2 separate regions of the Mus musculus genome follow, and region 1 is linked to region 2. A link is a contact called in public Hi-C data. All regions are on one chromosome and are shown on one strand. Each heading gives the region's core, a stretch centred on a gene start, on an enhancer-like site or on the middle of the called end of the contact. The rest is flanking DNA. Distances are from core to core; before and after follow the strand shown.

Region 1 (5,272 bases), core at 677-3,176, 270 kb after region 2:
GGACTAGCAAAGCAGGAACAGGTGCTCTGCCCTAACTATGATTCATTCGCTCCAGGCCCAGCTTCTTGCTGGCAGATCCGGGAAGCTCTCTTGACTTTTCCAAGCGTCCAACCGCTACTTAGAAGAATTTGCATCGGATTTTTGTTTCCCCATTTGGATACTACAGGGAAAAAAATAGATCTTCACGCTGTTTGGTTCCGGATCTGCTGGGCTGTCGCTCTCCAAGAGCGTGGGTGGAATTGAAGGGGCCGGCTGGGCGCCCGCATTGATCTTTAAAAAATCATTTTGAAATCGCCATAATGTGAAGAAATATGGCGCTTCGCCCTCGTATTTCACACGTAATGACACGAGATGGCTTCATTTAGAAAGACAAGCGGGCGGGACTGTGTGTGTGCTCTCGGAGGTGATCCGCAGCCTTCCACTGGGCAGTAGGGGTACTGGCTAAAAACATATTGACCCCCAAGTTAGAACGGTTCCACTTTTTCTAAAAGAAGGGGAGGCTAAGGAGGGAGTCATGGCCCCCGGAGCAGTCTGCCTAATAACGGTCCAGACTCAGAGAATAGCCAAGAAATCTGTCTTTAAACCTAACCCGAGGAAACCAAGCCTGTCTAGGGGCCCGGCCTCCCAGAGCACCACACCGGGGGAGGCGCCTGCACCCAGGCAGAAGCTGTAGAGGCAAGAGCTGGGAGAGCCGCCAGGAAACCAGCCCGTGGCCTCGGGGGAGTCCCTGCGCAGGGCCGCAGATTAGCTGCTAATAAAATGCACTATTTGTAATCTCCACGAGAGGATTGTAGGCGAGAAGGCGGCGGGTGGGGGAAACGGACTGATGCCGGGGACTCCTCTGTACTTGCTACCGTCCTATGTCAGTATTTGGACCTTTTCCAGAGCGGCAATTCCGGGTGAAAAGCGCTAGAGTGCTGAGAATTTAGCTGGCCTCTTTCCCTTTTTGGATGGAAAGGAAGGTAACCCGGTGTTCCTTACTGTGCCGTTTGGGGAGTCTTCTTCCCCTTCTCCTTTAATCATTTCCCACATTAGCCCTCTCATCTGGACATTTTTAAGGGTCTCAGAGATTCCTGGATGAAGGACAAGAAATGACCATGGACCCAGCCTTTCACAAAGGCCCAAGAAAAATTTTAAGGAGTTAAACAAGACTGGTTAGTCTCCCGAAACTCTAGTTCCAGGGCCTGGTGTGTCTCTTTGGCCTTAGGCAGGCTATAATTTCAAGACAGATAATGATTCTTTGGACACTAGTCCCCTTTCGCCTCTCTCAGCTGCTAAAGGATCAAGGGAAGAGCCTAGTCACGTAAATCTCCCCAAATTGTGCCCTGAACCCCCTCCAAAGAGGATAACTGTCCTATAAAAGCCCCAACTTCTTTCTCATCCTTTTACTTCATCTCCTGTGGGTCGCTGTACTGCTGTTGTTTAATAAACATCTCTGTCAAGGGGACAGAGGACAGGAAATGAGGGCCCGCGGGGTGGAGGTGGAGGTGTTGGGGGGGGGCGACAAGACTACCTCCTCTTTAATTACCCTGTCGGGCCTCTCCCGCAGCTCTGAGGCTGGGGCGCTCTCCCTCCCTGTATGCTGGTCCTCCCCCCCCCCCCAATCTGCCTGGGGAGAGGGCTCCTCAGCCTGCGTCCCTCCTGAGGCAGCCCGCTGCTTGCCTCCGCCTCTCCTCCGCCCCCATCGCCCCATGTTGAGAACCCCCCTTCCTGTAAAAGCGGGAGGGGCCCGGGCGGCCCGGCAGCTCAGGCTGAGGTTACGTGGCCGCCGGAGCCCTGACGTGATAGCACATTGCATCAGCATAAAACAATCCATCCTGGATATGGAATGCGGTGAGGACGGATGACAGCGCGAGCGCAGCCCCCTCGCCCGATTGATTTATGTCGGAGCTGACGCTTTATCAGGCAGTCCGCAAAACTTTGACCAATCATTTTGCAAGGAGCTCCGAGCCGGGCTGCTCCACTGTACTTTGTTGGCTGAGAAGTTGAGCAGGGGGTGGGGGTGGGAGGGTGGGGGTCTGGGGGGGGTCGCGTCCGAAAGCCCTCTGCACCGGGTCCGTGTGCCACCTTTTCCCTGCTTGGGCGCCGCGGCGCGAGCGCTTCCCTTCCCCCTGCGAGCGCGCGGATAATGTCTGAGAATGTCCATTTCTGGGACGCTTAGCAGCTATTATGTCGACTCGATCATAAGTCACGAGAGCGAGGACGCGCCTCCAGCCAAGTTTCCTTCGGGCCAGTACGCGAACCCGCGGCAGCCGGGCCACGCCGAGCACCTGGACTTCCCCTCGTGCAGCTTCCAGCCCAAAGCGCCGGTGTTCGGCGCCTCCTGGGCGCCGCTGAGCCCGCACGCCTCGGGGAGCCTGCCGTCTGTCTACCACCCCTACCTGCAGCCCCAGGGCGCGCCGGCGGCCGAAAGCAGGTACCTCCGCACCTGGCTAGAGCCGGCGCCGCGCGCCGAGGCCGCCCCGGGGCAGGGCCAGGCGGCCGTGAAGGCGGAGCCGCTGCTGGGCGCGCCGGGGGAGCTGCTCAAACAGGGCACGCCCGAGTACAGTTTGGAAACTTCGGCGGGCAGGGAGGCTGTCCTGTCTAATCAAAGAGCTGGCTACGGGGACAATAAAATTTGCGAAGGAAGCGAGGACAAAGAGAGGCCGGATCAAAGTAAGTTATAAAAAAAAAAAAAAGTGAGGAAATCCCCCCCAGGCTGCAGGCCAGGCCCGGGGGAGGGGAGGGGAGAGGCCATAAAGCGGACAATGTAAAGGGACAGAGCGCCTGGGGCCGCAGGGCTAGAGTGGGTGGAGGGAAGAGGAAGGAAGGGGCTGGCAAAGCAAAAAGCTGGGTGTCCAGGAGGGGGACACTGAGGCTACCCCCCACTCCTCCTTGTGGCGCAGGGACTGAGACTCAGGGACCAAGTCTCTCTAGTCCTTCATTCTTCCCCAGGCTCGGGCTGGAAAAAGGGAGAGGGACCTGCGATAGAACTGTAGGAGGCCGGGCCGATGGCCAGCGCGGCCCGGAGCCCGCGCGGGCACGGGGCCGAAGAGCACTCGGCAGAGCCGCCTGCGCCACGCGCAGACCGTCCCTGCCGGCCAAGGGGAAGGGGGAGGGGGCTCATTAGGATTTTATTTGCGATGCAACAGCTTGGCGGAGGATTGTTCCTAGCAGATCTCACGCAGTAGCCGCGTCGGGTCGGCAGCAGGCGCCGGGAGGGGCGGGGGAAGCCCAGGATGCGGTGACGGAGCCCCCTCCCCGGTGCGCCGGCCCCTCCCCGGGAGCCTTCCCTCCGGGGGTCCCCCGCCCTTCTAGGGCATCCTCGACAGGACGGCCGTTTCTCCTCCTGCGGTTGCACGCTGATCTCCGCGGGGCTTCCGATCACTTAGGCCGGGCAGTTCACCTCTCCGAGAGTCTAGGCATCACTTGCTAAAGACAGGGCCTCCCTCTAGAATGGAGGAGAAGACACCCAAAGGGACCCCGGGGGAGGGAGGGGGAGGACTGCGCAGGGGCGGAGAACTCTACCCTTGGTGGAGAGTTTCTTACCACCTCCCACTCCTAAAAGCACCCTTGCTAAAATAAAACCCCAAGTGGAAACTGCTGCTGGCTGAGAGTAGAGGAGGCTTACTTTTAGGGGTTTGTTTTTAAGGATGGGGAAGACAAACTGGTTTGGGGCTCGCTCTTGGTCCCAAACAATACGGGACAAACTGACAGGTCAACTCCTCACCTCTTCCTCCTCTGGGCAAATAGTTTGGTCCTTGCTCGCCCTATTGGATGCCCCACCAACAGAGAGGCCAATGGGTCCTCTGGGGGCATGCTTGCCCTCTGAAAAGCAAGGAGAGACACTATTCCCCTGTGACCCTTGTGGTCCCCTCATACCTCCAACTTGCCAGGCTGAGTTATTAAGGAGCTCATATCCCCAAAACAGCTCCTCCCAAAGCTCCAGAAAACACCCAAACAGACCCCTCACCCCATGGCCCCAGACTAGGCCTGAGTTGCCCATCATTGCAAGGCAGCCATTTGGCTAGGCTCAATTATTAACAGTTTTTTTTTTTGTTTCCTCTTTCATATTTAATGAAAGAGGAAAAGGCTGCGGGTCCCATCCCAGACAATCACATTAAGGGAATAGCGCTGCAAATTGGCAGGACACGCTACTTAGTGTAGGATGAAGTGAATTTTAAAATATACATAGATATTCAGAGCTTTTCACTTGGGGGCTAAGCTGGTGGAGTGGATCTTGCTTGTAATTGGCTCTGCTTTGGGAGGCAGGTAACTTTTCTGAGTCCCGAGGTCTAAGGAGGGATGCTGGACAGAAAAAGAAAAAAAAACTGTATATGTTATTTGCTCTTTGTGCCCCTCTTCCACTCAATTACACCTTTCTCTGCCTCTCCATTGGGTCCGTTAAAAGGATTGGTATGCTGGGAAGGGCTTTCTGTCGTCCCCCCCGCCCCCCGCCCCCCCCACCTCATCTCTGCTTCTCTATCTTAGAGCTGTAGCAATTTTGCTTCCCAGTTTCCCTGAACTTGTGTTAACCAAACTGTGAGCTGAGTAGCAGAAAAGAAGAGGCTATTGCCACCATAAGTTATCTGGAAGCCCTGGGGCTCCCCGTCCACGGGCTGCAATTGATAAATGGTTGCAATTGGGTTGCTTGTGAGTCGGAGTGTGCAGGGTGTTCATGGCTGTAAATGCAGACTCTTATTTGTGGTGTGTGATGGGGAGGGCTGCTACCCAGACTCACATGTCTGCTGCTTAGGCCTAGGGCTGAAAAATGGCTTCCTAGGCAGGGTTCACTGGGACTGGACTGGAGCACCAGGAGATCTCTTGGCTATGGCTGAACAGAACTCCACTCCTTACCCATTTCTTTCCCCTTTCCCCTGAAACCTAGAGCCAAGGCACCCTTCAGGTCAGCCACCTTTAGCTGGTAGTGTGGTTCCAGCTATACTGAGCTCTTCTGACCTGGGTCCAGGTCTATTTGGATACAAATAGAGGAAGACTGAGATTCCTAGAGCAGTCAAAGCTTTGGAGATGCTTGGGTGGTTTGGCTGCATCTCCTCCAATGCACTGTTCCCTTGGAGCTGTCCATATTCACTCCTGGCCCAGTTAGAGATGCTTTCTGAGATCTTGGAGGCCTGGGTGTGTTTCTCCAATGCCAGGGGAGTAGAGATGTGAGCGCACCTTCTTGGTCTGGGGACCTCCATTCCCTTTCTCTCTTTGATTCTATCGCTACTTCTCTTTCAGCCAACCCCTCTGCCAACTGGCTGCACGCCCGCTCTTCCCGGAAAAAGCGCTG
Region 2 (5,754 bases), core at 3,012-5,511:
TGCTGCTGCTGCTGCTGCTGCTGCTGCTGCTGCTGCTGCTGCGTGACCTTCTTCAACTGCTTTGGGACCACCTTTTTTTACCAACATTTGACAGTGAATACAATTCTCAGCAAAGGCTGAAATTGCTAACCAAATTCCCAACACTGGTCACGAGTGCTAGGGGAAGGTAATTGTAAACTGTATGGTCTCTCATATTAAAAATTCAAATTGCCTGCTGTTTTCAGCTTAAATATGGTGTTCAGTCTCTTGGGTTTTCAAAAGGTACAAATCACATCTATCAGGTACATTCAAACGGAAACAAATCCAGAAATCCTTTTAAATCACAGCTCATTAGCCACGAAGTATCAGGAGTTCATTTTAAACGCCCCTGAAAACACAATACATACAGGGGGAAAAAAACTACCCCTCTACAGTTCATTTAGCTCAGGTTAGCCCCGACTAAGTCCTCTTCTGTATGTCTAAGGGACTGAAAACGCCAGTACCAAGCACAGCTGAAGGAGTGAGTTCAGGCACAAACTAGAAAACAACACAACACGCTTCCCCAAGGAACACAAACTGACGAAAAGAAAACAAAGTTCTTCTAAAGCCTGGTACTCCAAAAACTGGTTCGGACTAGAAATAGTCTCTCCTTAGCCACCACTGCCCAGGAGGGGTCGGGGACAGACAATTGATTCAATGTTTCGTTCAGAAAAATTATTTCAGAAAAGGGAGCCCACAAAAAAATCTAATTTATTATGGACGTGAAAGGAGGAAATGGAAGGAAGGAAGGAAGGAAGGAAGGAAGGAAGGAAGGAAGGAAGGAAGTTAGTTCTCTCAAATCCCCTCTCCATTCCAACTCAAAAGAGCCCCGAGTAAGGCATTTGTGGGGACAAGAAGCCTGGGTGGAAATGCCTTCAGAGGCAGCAGATGGCTTGAAGAGAGAGACCCACAAATACAGGGCACTATGAAAATTAAAATATAAATGTTTTGAGTTCCACTTCACCACACTTTGCTGTTTCTTTCTCTTTTGCCTCCTTGGCTTTAAAATGTAAATCATCCCCAAGAGCAGGAAGGAAAAGTGACCACACATTTCAGAATTCCAATTATTAGATCTCCCATCAACACAGCTCTGAGTCCATGTATTCACGATCTCCACTGTATTATTCCCATCTCCATTTTTTTCAAATAAAGCTTTTTTTCCTTCCAATTTTAGTGCCTCTGTTAATTCTAACAGCAACAGCCTCAAGCATTTGACAACAAACCACATACTCTATAAACCTAGACACAAGCCATAGTGATGCTCTTCAGCTACAATAATTCAGTGACTTAAAACTCTGAAGCCAAACCACAGATGACAGACATGATCTCCAGCTAAACTTTCTCAATTCTTTAAACATATGTCCCCACCCCACCCCCCACCCCACCCCCCAAACCCCCCACCCCACCCCCAAAGCACAGCACCCACACAAGATTCCCACCTAGGAAGGGCCAAAAAAACTTCAGAAATACAGCACGTGCCCAGCTGAAAAGAGGGACTGAGAAGACCAAAACTGGACTGAGGGCTGCTCCCAACTAAGGACAGGAAACAAAACTGCACTGTCAACAACGCGTTCACAAAGTCTGATGTGAGAAACCCTGCCTCAACACTCCACTGCCAGAGTTCAACCGCAGACTTCGGAATTCGAGGGGACTGGAAATCCATCCTGAAATTTTAAAGGTGGAGATACCCCATTTGGCGGAAAAGAGAGAATACGGAGTAAAAAGAACTCACCAGAGGAGACACACACACACACACACACACACACACACACACACACACACACCCATTCATCCTCCGAGTTCTAGACCCTCCAAAGAGCCCCAGCTCACAGCCTCAGCACAAAGCTCACCCCAGATGGTCCCTTGTAACAATGGACTGAAGGAGTGGGGGTGGGGGGGTTGGAAAGGGATAGCACGGCCAAAGCACATTCATTGAAAATCCAGTTGATGAGGTACTATAAGATGCGAGGGACTGGGGATGAGGGTCTGTGTAGGGGGGCAACAAAATCCATGCCTATAACAGAAATTATTAGGCCAGCATAAGGAGATCTGAATGGGGTACGTTGCTCATTAATCACCCCCAGTAGAAAAAGAACACTCTCAAATCTACTAACAAATTGTGTTATAAAAAAGATGAGAAACATAGGAAAAAGGAGGCCTGATAGAAAGTTATAAAAAAAAAAAAATCACCACCACCATTAGTTTGAATTCTCCATATTTAAACTCCCATACAGAAAATGGTCCCAGTCCCACACTATGAACTAACTCCACAGAGTTCCTGCTCTATTGATTTTTTTTCTCTTTAATTTTTCAAGTAATGTCTTTTAGCCCACCCCAATCCCAAGTTGTTGGATTTCTTCTAAAGCTATAAAACAACCACTACACGATCCTAGCCAATCTCTCCCAGCCCCCAACATCCGGAGTTGGGGGTGGGGGTGGAAAGGCCAGTAATGGGTTTGTTCCACTGGAGACGCTATGGACCCCTAAATATTACTGTTTCCCAAAAGGAACTCTTTTCCTACCTTTGTTTTTTGGGGACTGAGTGTTCAATCTCTAGACGTTTTCCTTGCAGTTCTACTTTCCCTGAAGATTTAAAAAAAGAAAAAAAAAAGAGATGAATGAGTGTAAAGAAATGGGGGAGGGATGGGGTGGAAGGGTGAGTAAGGGACATTAGCTAAATTCTAGAGTTCCTGGGGCCTCCTAGAAATCCAGGCACCAGCTGCAGAGGCCTGTGGGGGGAAAGGTTGCTCCGGGTTTGGTAGAACCCGTAATTTCGTTGGGTTTTTTTTTTTCTTCAATTTTTTTCGTTTTATTTCCATTAATCACGTGGGCTGATTGAGCAGCCTGCTCAGATTTGGGAAAGGTGTGAGCGTTTGTGTGAGCGCGCTTGCTTCGGCGGCTCCAGAAGTAGAAGGAAGGAGACAGGCGAAAGCAGGATCGTTTCGCGAAGTGGGGCGGGAGTAGAGAATTAAAACTTTATTTTCCAGCAGAGCCACGGTGAAGGGCTTAGGCGACCAGGCCGGGTCGGGGCCACAGGGCTAGCGGAGGGCCCCCGGGGCGGCGCGGCCCGGGGCGGAGGGTCCCTCGCGGTAGCCGCGCGCCTCTCGGCCCAGCCTCGGCGTCTCGGGAAGCAGCATGGCGACCCGCCGCCGCCACCGCCACCGCCGCCGCGCCACCCGGCTCACGCCCCACTTTCAAATCAAAATGGCTCAAGCCCCAGGCCTTGGGCGGGAGGCGGGAGCCCCTTCCTCCCACGTCCTGCCTCAGGGCTTAGTCCCTAGTTAAAGCGGGAAGAGCTGAGGTGCGCGAACCCCCATCCTGGAAAGGCCCGGGACGGAGGGCAGGGGCTTTGGGGGTGCTCTAGCGCATGGGGGGCTGACTAGGGGCGGGGGGGAATCGGGGAAACCACGCCTATACCCGAACCCCAGTGTTCGTGAGACACCCCCACCCCCACCCCCACCAGTTGCCAACCGGGGCTCCCGCCCCGTCGGTGGGGAGGGGTGTAGGGAGCCGCCACGAGCGCCTCGGGCTGGGGGAAGGGGTGAGGAAATCCCGAATATCTCCGCGCCGGGAGAAGGCGTCGAGGGAGGCCGGGCGAGGCTGGGGACCGAAGACGGAGGCCGAGCCCTCCCGGACCCGGGAAGAGTTGGCCGGCAAGGAAAAGAGGAGCTGCAGGTCCCCGTTGTTCCGGGATTTCGTGTGTGTGTGTGTGTGTGTGTGTGTGTGTGTGTTTTCCGGGGAGGTGGCCGCGCTCTTACCCGAGAAAGTTTCGATGGCCTTCATCGCCCAGTGCTCGTCGGGGCAATCCACGAAGGCGTAGCCGGATTTGACCAAGAACTGGCCGCTGTAGGAGATCTTGTGCTCCGCGAATACTTTCTCCAAGTCTGCGGGGGTCACACTCTCGTTGAGGTTGCCGATGTAAAGCTTGTTCATGGTGGCGGTGGCGGGGCAAGGACACGGTTCCAGGCAAGGCCGAGCCGGGCGGGCGCGGGCGGAGAGCCTCCTAGGCCGAGAGGCGTGGAGACGGGCGGCGGGAGCCGCAAACTTTCTACGCACCCCACCCCTGAAGTTGTCCGGAGCTCCGGGCGGGTGGGCGGCCTGAGGGCACGCGGGGGTCACGGGAGAGTTTGGGTGAGCCCGGGAGAAGTGCCCGCCGAGTGCAGGGGAGGCTGACGACGACGCGGCGCGGCTCCTTCCCTTCGGTCCGAAACCCCTGCGAGCGGGCTGGTGTGTCACGTTTCTCCGCGGCCGCCCTGGCGCCGCCTCTAAATAAAATCGACTTGAAAAAAAAAAAAAAATGGAGCAGGAAAAAAAAAAAAGGCGAAGCCACGTGGTGACAGCCCCCACCCACCCTGCAGGGAAAGACCCCCGACGCCACCGGGCCCCTTGGCCCTCCAACCCGGACCAACCCAACAGTCTCCAATCTTGGGGGCGGCACTCAGCGCACCCCACGGGTAAACCAGGAAAGTGGAAGCAGAGTTCCCCCCCCAGCTCTCCTATCCCCCTCCCCCTTTGCAAGAACCTGGCCCCTAAAGCGGCGCCCCGCCCCCACAGCGACCTGCACGGGGGGGGGGGGTGGCGGGGGGAGGGCGGTGGCGACCCAAATCCCCCCAGTTCTTAGGAATAAAATGTACGGTAATTTTTTTATTCGTTTTGTGGAGACTGGGCTGCCCACCCCACCCCGGCAAACTGCTAGCGACTGACAGGCGGGGGACTGCCGAGACAGACAAAGAGAAGCTGAGGACTCTGGGGTCTTCAGGAGGGGGTCGCAGGAACCGGTTATTTAAAAGGAAAGACGCCTTTCCTCTACGTTTCTAAGTAGGGGGTCACTGTCTTTCCCGCTACACCGCTAGACTTCGCTGGCCTCCCGGGTCCTGATTCAGGGGACCCTGAGAGCGCGGGATCGGGAAGCTGCGGACACGGGACACGAGAGACAGCGCCTGAAAACGAGGGACCCGCAGGAAATCATGTTTCGGGATCCCCACTGGAGAAAAGCTGGCTTGCACCCAGTCCAGCTGCTGGATGACAACACTCCAGCATCCTTGGGGGAAAGCCTGCACGACCCGGCTCGAGAGCATCCTCGAAGATCAACTGGGTGGGGGAAAAACGACGAGGGGTGGTCGCACCACCGATCGACCCCGAACCGGAGGGGTTGGCTTCAGAAGGGAGGGACCGGGTTGAGCTCCGAGGTCCCCCTCGCCCTCCCCACGCAAGGAGCGGACAGGTGGCGTCGCCCGCCTGCGTCCGCTCTACCCGCGATGCACTGAGCGATGGTCCATGCGCAGGCTGTGGGTCTCAGAACTTAGTTTTGGGGTGCTGGATTTTGGAAGGCCGCCGGGGGAGGGGGTGCAGAGGCCCCGCCCACGTCCCCAGGTCAGCCCGGGGCGGGGAGGGGGTAATTTCCGCTCCGCGCTTGAGGAAGCGAGCAGCGGGGGAGGGGGCTGCGGCCCTCCCCCCTCCCCGTGGGGAGGGGGAAGTGGATCCGCCCAGGTCCCTTCCCTCCGCTAGGACCGACGCGTTCCGGATCCTCAGGCTCCGGGAGCCCGAGGGAAAGACCGGACTGGGCGAGGGGCGACACGTGGGCGGTCGCACCCCGTCTGTGAGGTGGGGGAGGGGGCCGCGCGCTGGGAGTCCCGGACGCGCAGCGGAGCGCGGGACGCGTTGCACACTCAGTACCGGGATCCCCGGCTCTACGCGGGGGACACCCGAGGTTCCAGCGGCTGAGGCTGGATCGAC

Evidence for each region. Hi-C and Micro-C count contacts between places; a contact is called where the count stands out from the background.
Region 1: a Hi-C map of uterus shows a contact between it and region 2, with 3 times the contacts expected there. The contact joins the promoter of Hoxb9 here to the promoter of Igf2bp1 in region 2. A contact is called at or near these places in 3 of 39 promoter capture datasets (hematopoietic stem and progenitor cells and liver), 12 of 484 Hi-C or Micro-C datasets (B cells, Sertoli cells, brain and 6 more) and 1 of 115 datasets of contacts at active chromatin or transcription factors (astrocytes).

Annotation. Positions count from the first base shown.
Region 1 is chr11:96,269,404-96,274,675 of GRCm38.p6, forward strand. Hoxb9 (homeobox B9) reads left to right here and starts at 1,927. Exons shown (of 2, transcript NM_008270.2): 1 at 1,927-2,655; 2 at 5,221-5,272. The coding sequence starts at 2,139.
Region 2 is chr11:96,001,683-96,007,436 of GRCm38.p6, forward strand. Igf2bp1 (insulin-like growth factor 2 mRNA binding protein 1) reads right to left here and starts at 4,262. Exons shown (of 15, transcript NM_009951.4): 1 at 3,777-4,262; 2 at 2,541-2,601. The coding sequence starts at 3,951.